Linked DNA regions of Neogale vison: region 1 is linked to region 2. Evidence: chromatin contacts called from public Hi-C data. All regions are on one chromosome and are shown on one strand. The core of a region is the stretch at or near the end of the contact, and the rest is flanking DNA. Distances in the headings are between cores, read along the strand shown.

Region 1 (3,213 bases), core at 678-3,177, 320 kb before region 2:
TTGCAAATTTAAACAGTTTTGAATATTTTCCTTCATTATTAAGTTATGGAACTTCTCAATGTCCATTCTGAGTCTTCGTGTGCGAATCTTCTCAAATATTTTTGATCCCTGTTTCTTCTTTGGGACGAAAAGCTCATGGTACTCTTGTCTGGTGAAACATATAATGGGACTCTGTTCTTGACCAAGATTCCATAAAACACAGACCTAGATATATCAGTTGGTCTTCAAACCTTGCCTAGCTATTTACTGCTGCCTTTTCCTGTGCTACTTTTTAGCACAGATTTCCACTAGCAATTGCCACTAGACAGATATATATGGCAACCATTATCCCTTCTCAAACATTACTAACTTGCTCTGTGAAAATCCCTCATTTCTTTCCCAAGGATCCAAAAGACCAGGAACTTCAAAAGTAGCTTCTTTTCAGTCAAAGTTTGAGGATTCCTCTTTTAAAGTCAACGAGGTATAATAAAAAGACTTGTATGTGAAATCTGTTAGCATCCAAGTTGGTAATCCAAGTTGTGACACCCAACTTGTTACTTAACATTTCTGAGGCTTAGCTTCCCTATCTGTTTGGAAAAATTATATCTAAATCATAGGAATATAGGAGGAATCTACAATGCAATGAAGTCTTTCATAATATATGCAGACATCGCAAGTGCAATAAAAACAATTCCCTCCTTTCTTACTCATTCTCCTGCATATCTCAGGGTATTATGTCTTGCTGGACTGATCCTCCAGAAATCTGGATCACACCCAGAACACGGATTCCCCACTGGCTAATGTCTGTCTTTGCAAATATAACCTTACCACATTGCATGTGGAAAAAGTACAATTAACTGGACAATGAAAACTAAATACAGAATTCAGACATTCAAAACAAGGTCTTTGTTCCCAAGGAACTTATATTAGAGTTGAAAACACTTTGATAAATTCACATATAAATAGTAGTTTAATAGCCCAAGGCAGTTCATGATACTCAAAGAAAGAATGGAAATAAAGAGAACGGGCTCTAAAACTTCATAGGAGGGAGAAAGTGAGGAGGTGGGACCTGAGTTGCAAATTCTTGAAAGGTTATGGTCTTCCCATGGAATCTGCCAGGGTCTTGAAGAGTTTACGAGTGATGATAGAGATTGTTTTAACCCTAGTGTGCCCCTTTAGTGTGCACATTTTTGGTAGAGGTTTCTGCCCCTGAAGTATAGTGAGTTTCTAGTAGTCTGGATCTGAGTTCTTAGCATGAATATTGTCATAGGTGACAGCTGGAGAGAGGGAAGCTACAAGGAACAGGGCAGAGAAACAATAGCATGGCCGAGATACCCCTAAGATTATAACTATATTCCAGCCCCTCTACCAGGAAAGAAAGAACAGTGGCCTTTGAGATTCATGTCATTTATTTTTCTTCTTTATCTGGTTTCCCAAACATAGGAGACATAGGTAAGGTTATGGAGAAGAGTTTGACTACCCAGAAACTTGGATATTTCCTAGATCTAGTTTAAAATATGGCAAAAAAGGGAAAACCTTGGAAAACAAGAACTAAAAGACTCAATGGAGTTTTAGAAGTCTCCTCAAAAATAAGTCATGCTAATTTAATAGAACAATATTATGCTTGTAAAGTTAAGAGCCATAACATATGGCAGTGTGAGCCGGATGCCAAAGGGAAAGGATGAAAGACCTGCCATTCACCAAGTCATCACTAGAGGGGGTGGTTGCACACAGATAGGGTTCACTTCTGAGCAAGGAGCTCAGTTTCTACAGAGCAGATTTCCCACCTTCACCAGCGGGTCACAGCTTCTGTTGCCATGGGAACCTCTAAACAAGGGGTAAATATGTCGACAATAGCCACAGACAATTTTATTTTTCATCCTTTTTTAATGCATGGCAGTCTCGGAGCACTCCATCTGCAGCCTGATGTTGTTCACTGGCCTGTTAAGTCTAGGCAGCACAAGCCATCCATTATTGCTAAATGGTATCACAGCCCGTAGCTCTGTTCACACACTGTGGTGCATTGTAAATGTCCCTGCTCTATGGAGAGAGAGAGAAAAAAAAAAAAAAAACACCCTCTTTTCCCTCCCCACCCCCACCCCAAGCTTGCTCCCCCTTCCAAGCGCAGCTGAATCTTCAAATGTAGATAACTCCTGAGTCTGTCTGTATCAGCCTAGTAGATGCTCACAATGAGTAAGCATGGAGAAAGCCAATTTCATCTGGGGCAAAGAAGAACTGAAAAAGAAGCATTAGATTCATTCTTCGGGACTCTAGATGTTCAGTGTGGCTGGAATATAGTTTAAATAATTTGGCTTACTGAAGTGAAGTTTGTGATAGAATTAAGGCTAACAGTTAAGGTCATAACTGAACTTGTATAAGAACAGTCCACTTTGTAGGAGATAGCTCTAAGCCATTAGGAAGAGCCCCAGCCAAGGATGTAAATTAAGCAGAGAATGGGGCTGTGCTACGGGTAGCAAGTTACCTTATTATCTCTTGCCTTGACTTCCATGGTTGTGTTCATTATTTACTATGTACCTACTAGGTGTTATGCACTCTTCTGGATACAAGTATTAGTGGAAATGACTGTGTATTTGAGATGCTCACACGTAAGGGATCTTTTACTCTCTGAGAACTGGACCTGATCCAAGGACAAACTAAGGTTGCTATGGCAATAACACAGATTCCTAATTCACAGTTAACATCTCTCCTCTCCACTGGACACCCTTCTCCTACGAAGTGAAGGAAGGTCTCCCCTCATCCCAGAATGACTAGGAGAAGCGGGGCTTTAGACTGAACTCTTGAGGTCAGGAACTAACTCAGCTGGTTCACAGAAGTACCCTTTGTGGATCCGCTGGTATGTGGCACATAACAGACTTTCAATAAATTTGTGCTCACTAAATGAGAACCTAGAGGAATGGATGGACGTGTGGGTGGGTAGGTGAAATAATGAAATGGGTGAAGTACTTCGAGGATTCTTGGTGGACATGTTTAAAATGGAAAGATATTAAATGCTCATTGTATTGTAGAATGCCAAACCTAGATAAAAAATAAAAATATTCCACATTCAGTCTTTAATTTTAGCTTAATCTCCCAAGTTTTACCTTCCAGTGACCTAAGATTTCTTTGATCACTTGAAACTTTCTAAATGGAGTACTGAAATCATGGCACAAATACCCATCTTTAGGGTAGTAAAAATTCATGTGTAAATTATTAAGAAAAAGAAAAAAAATGAAA
Region 2 (3,242 bases), core at 95-2,594:
CCTGAGTGCCACCGCCCGCGTCGGGGACCCCCGGCCCGAGTCAGGCTTCCGGAGCCGAGCAGAGCCGGGGCAGACCCAGCCTGACACTTTTCTGGGGTCGGAGGAGAGCAAAGGAAGGGAAGCCCGGGAAAGTGGGAGTGGCCGAGCGAGGCCGGTAGCCGCGAGGAGGTGGCAAAGGACCCTCCTTCTCGGGGGTCCCGGCTCTCCGAGGCTGGGAGCCCGGATCGCTTTAACCCTTTGCTTTCCAAGTAAAAAGCGGGTTTCCCACTTGAAAGTAAAAGGCTCTGGGCTGTTGCAGGGTTTTCCTCCCCACGTACGGGGGGGGGGGGATAGAAAGGATAGGGGCAAAGGGTGGGGGGGAGCGGGGGTGCTGTGCGGAATGCATTTTCCTTGCACAGTGGAAATCCCTGTTTCCCAACTTGGAGCCCCTCTGCGGCTCCGCAAGATGAGGAGTGGAAAAGTACATCCCGGGACACGCAGTCTTTTCCCAGGCAGAGAGGTTACCTGTGTTCCCAGAAAGGCAGCGGATTTCTGGCAAGCGCCGCAGGGATGAGAAAGGGCAGGGATCTATTGCCAGGCCTGACACTGATCTGAAGTAGCCCCTGATTTTCAGTCTGTTGGAAATTGGCCGACCTCAAACTTATCTGTCGAAAACCAGCTTTACAATTTTTTAACACTTCCGTGGATAATTTCTTCCCTCTCCCTGGCCTAGTCGGGGGGGCCCTCCTGGTTCACCATATCGCGCCAGGGTAACGTACCTTGTTCAGCTCTTGGTCATAAAGTTGTCCTCAGCCTGTCTGTGTGGTCCCGGAGGGTTGGTGGCGGGCAGTTTCCAAAATTGAGGTAATAAGAGATCAGATGAATTTGAGACGACCAGCCAAAAAAAATAAAAAATTTAAAAACAACATTTAAAAAGGATGGGGGAGTCTTAAATGTTTGCTTCTCCCCCACTTTTAAAAAGGAAATATCACTACTATTCTGTTTACTATCTCCGTTGCACTTCAGTCTAATTCTTAAAAAGAAAAATTTGTGCTTTAAAAATAAATTAACTTTTTTATTTTATTTTATTTTATTTTTTGCTCCAGTTCCCCCTCCCCTGATATCGGAAACTTTCTTTTCTTATTCGGGTCAAGAAAAGCCCGGTGAAGACTCCGAAGAACCCAGGAAGCGCAGAATCAGGAGAAAGTCTTTGGCTGGGGCTGGTTCAAGTCCCTGGTTCAATGGGCTGCTGGAAGCCAGGACTGGGTAATTCTTTCCAGACGTCTTGACTTCTCCTTCCTCGCTGTTGTTGCCTTTCTGCCTCCTCCAACTTAAGGGGGTCTTAACAAGTGAGCTGGTGGGTGTTTTAATAGGGCGGAGGAGGGAGTGGGGGGTGAGGGGAGTGGAGAAGGGAGGTGCGGACTGGGGAACCCGGAGGGGAGGGAACTGGGAGCGCGGGCGGGCGGGCGGGCGGGAGGCGGGGAGGGGGAGAGGAAGAACGAGAAATGGGCCATTCAAAGCCCTCTCTGAGCTAGAGGCCGGTTCTAAACTCCAATGAATTCAATTAACTTGATTGCTAACGTGTGCAGAGAAATTCACTGCACAGATGCTGGTCACCACCTGATTCCTTCCTTCCCTCCAGCGGCGGAGCGGGGAGGTCGCGCTTTGCAGACATCCCTGAACTCCAGCGTGAGTTACAAGGATTCCCTCTTCGCAAAATAACTCCCCACACCGTTCCGCTAATTCACTTTAAGGCCAAATGGTGCCCTTAGGCTAAGGAACAGCCAAGGGGAGGGATATCTGGGAGGGGGGTGTGTGTGTGTCTGTGTACACACACCTGGAAATTCGAAAGCCGCCTGCGACGCTAAATGAAGTAAAATCAGCTACAGGTCTACCGCATGTTAACCCTTTCTTCCCAGGAGCTCAAAAGTTTCTGAGCAGATGTCAAGTGTCAGAGCCTCCTTACACAGACGTTTCCGTATTGGGTAACGGAAAAAGTGAAAACATGATCATATTTTTTTTTTCCTAACTTGAACCCCTCATGTAAAAATACGCAAGCGGCACGCATTATAAACAACGCATAAAATAAAAACCGTGCTCTGGAGAACTCGGAGGCAGGGCCATGAGAAAAAGCCATTTCCAAGAGAATGGCTTGAATGAATGACTTTTGCCTCTTGCGAGCCTTCTAAGAAGCTGACTAGTCAGAATGCTTCCATTTGCTCCCAGGCGTTCTTTTCTCAATCTTTTTTTTTTTTTCCCCCAATGCCCTAAAGCTGGGAAGAGTTACTTTTCCCGGTTAATCTCCCCTTATTTGTTTGGTCCTCGCCAACACGGCTCCTGATGACTTAAAATGGACAGTAGGTGGCACTGTTTAGGAAAAAATGGGAGTGAGTTTACAGATGCACCGCTTTGGCCTTTGAAGGCTCCGCTGGAATTATTACAGGGGAACAAGAGATTTCTTTCTTTCTTTCTTTTTTCTTTTTTTTTTTCCTTCTCTTCCAAGGTTTCTCTTTAGTGCGGACTTCTTTGAAACTCGGCTAGGCCTTGAAAAGTGGGTTTTTGCTCCTTATCACATATTTTGGATAATAATGAACAAGTCAAAACAGAAAAGTCGAGTGAAATTTGAAACGATGCTTTTCAAGGAGTCGCGCAGGGTGTGGTGGTAGGGGATGTGCTTGGAGGTCAAGAATTTTATGGCAATACCAGGTACGCAGCCAACCCAGTCCCCAGGGGCAGACCTGCAAAGTACCACGCATTTCCGCCAACACCTCCCCGCCCCCCACCCCCCACGAGGTTACACCTCTGGGAAGCATTACCCTGGCCTGATGACTTCACACCGCTCTGGGGAAACCCACTTACTAACTGTCCCCTACACACCCTCAAGGCTTCAGCCTTTGTTTGAACACTGCCTTAGGTGTGATTCAGCTCTTGAGGAACTGGATTAAGTTTCAGAGCTCAATTTCATCCCACTTAGACTCCTCTTTCTTGAATTTTAATTGGATGATAGCTTTTAAATGCTAAGTTGTCATTTAAAATATATTATCTAACTTATGCACTCTTTTTTTTAAAAAAAGATTTGTATTTATTTATTTGACAGAGAGAAATCGCAAGTAGGCAGAGAGGCAGGCAGAGAGAGAGAGGGAAGCAGGCTCCCTGCTGAGCAGAGAGCCCCATGCGGGACTCGATCCTAGGACCCTGGGATCATGACCTGAGCCAAAGGCAGCGGCTTAACGCACTGAGCCACCCAGGCGCCCTTATGCACT

What was found. A called contact is a pair of places that touch in the nucleus more often than the background predicts.
Region 1: a Hi-C map of fibroblasts shows a contact between it and region 2, with 7 times the contacts expected there. The contact joins the enhancer-like site here to the promoter of HAS2 in region 2. A contact is called at or near these places in 2 of 3 Hi-C or Micro-C datasets (fibroblasts and muscle).

Annotation. Positions count from the first base shown.
Region 1 is chr4:18,719,670-18,722,882 of ASM_NN_V1, reverse strand. No RefSeq gene overlaps it. Among named protein-coding and RNA genes, the nearest start is that of HAS2, 320 kb to the right of the region's middle. Within about 2 kb of position 1,927, the one cell type or tissue checked has open chromatin away from gene starts, as enhancers often do. A contact at or near this core is called in fibroblasts, where this site is marked.
Region 2 is chr4:18,402,267-18,405,508 of ASM_NN_V1, reverse strand. It overlaps HAS2 (hyaluronan synthase 2), which reads right to left and starts at 1,344. Exons shown (of 4, transcript XM_044245023.1): 1 at 759-1,344.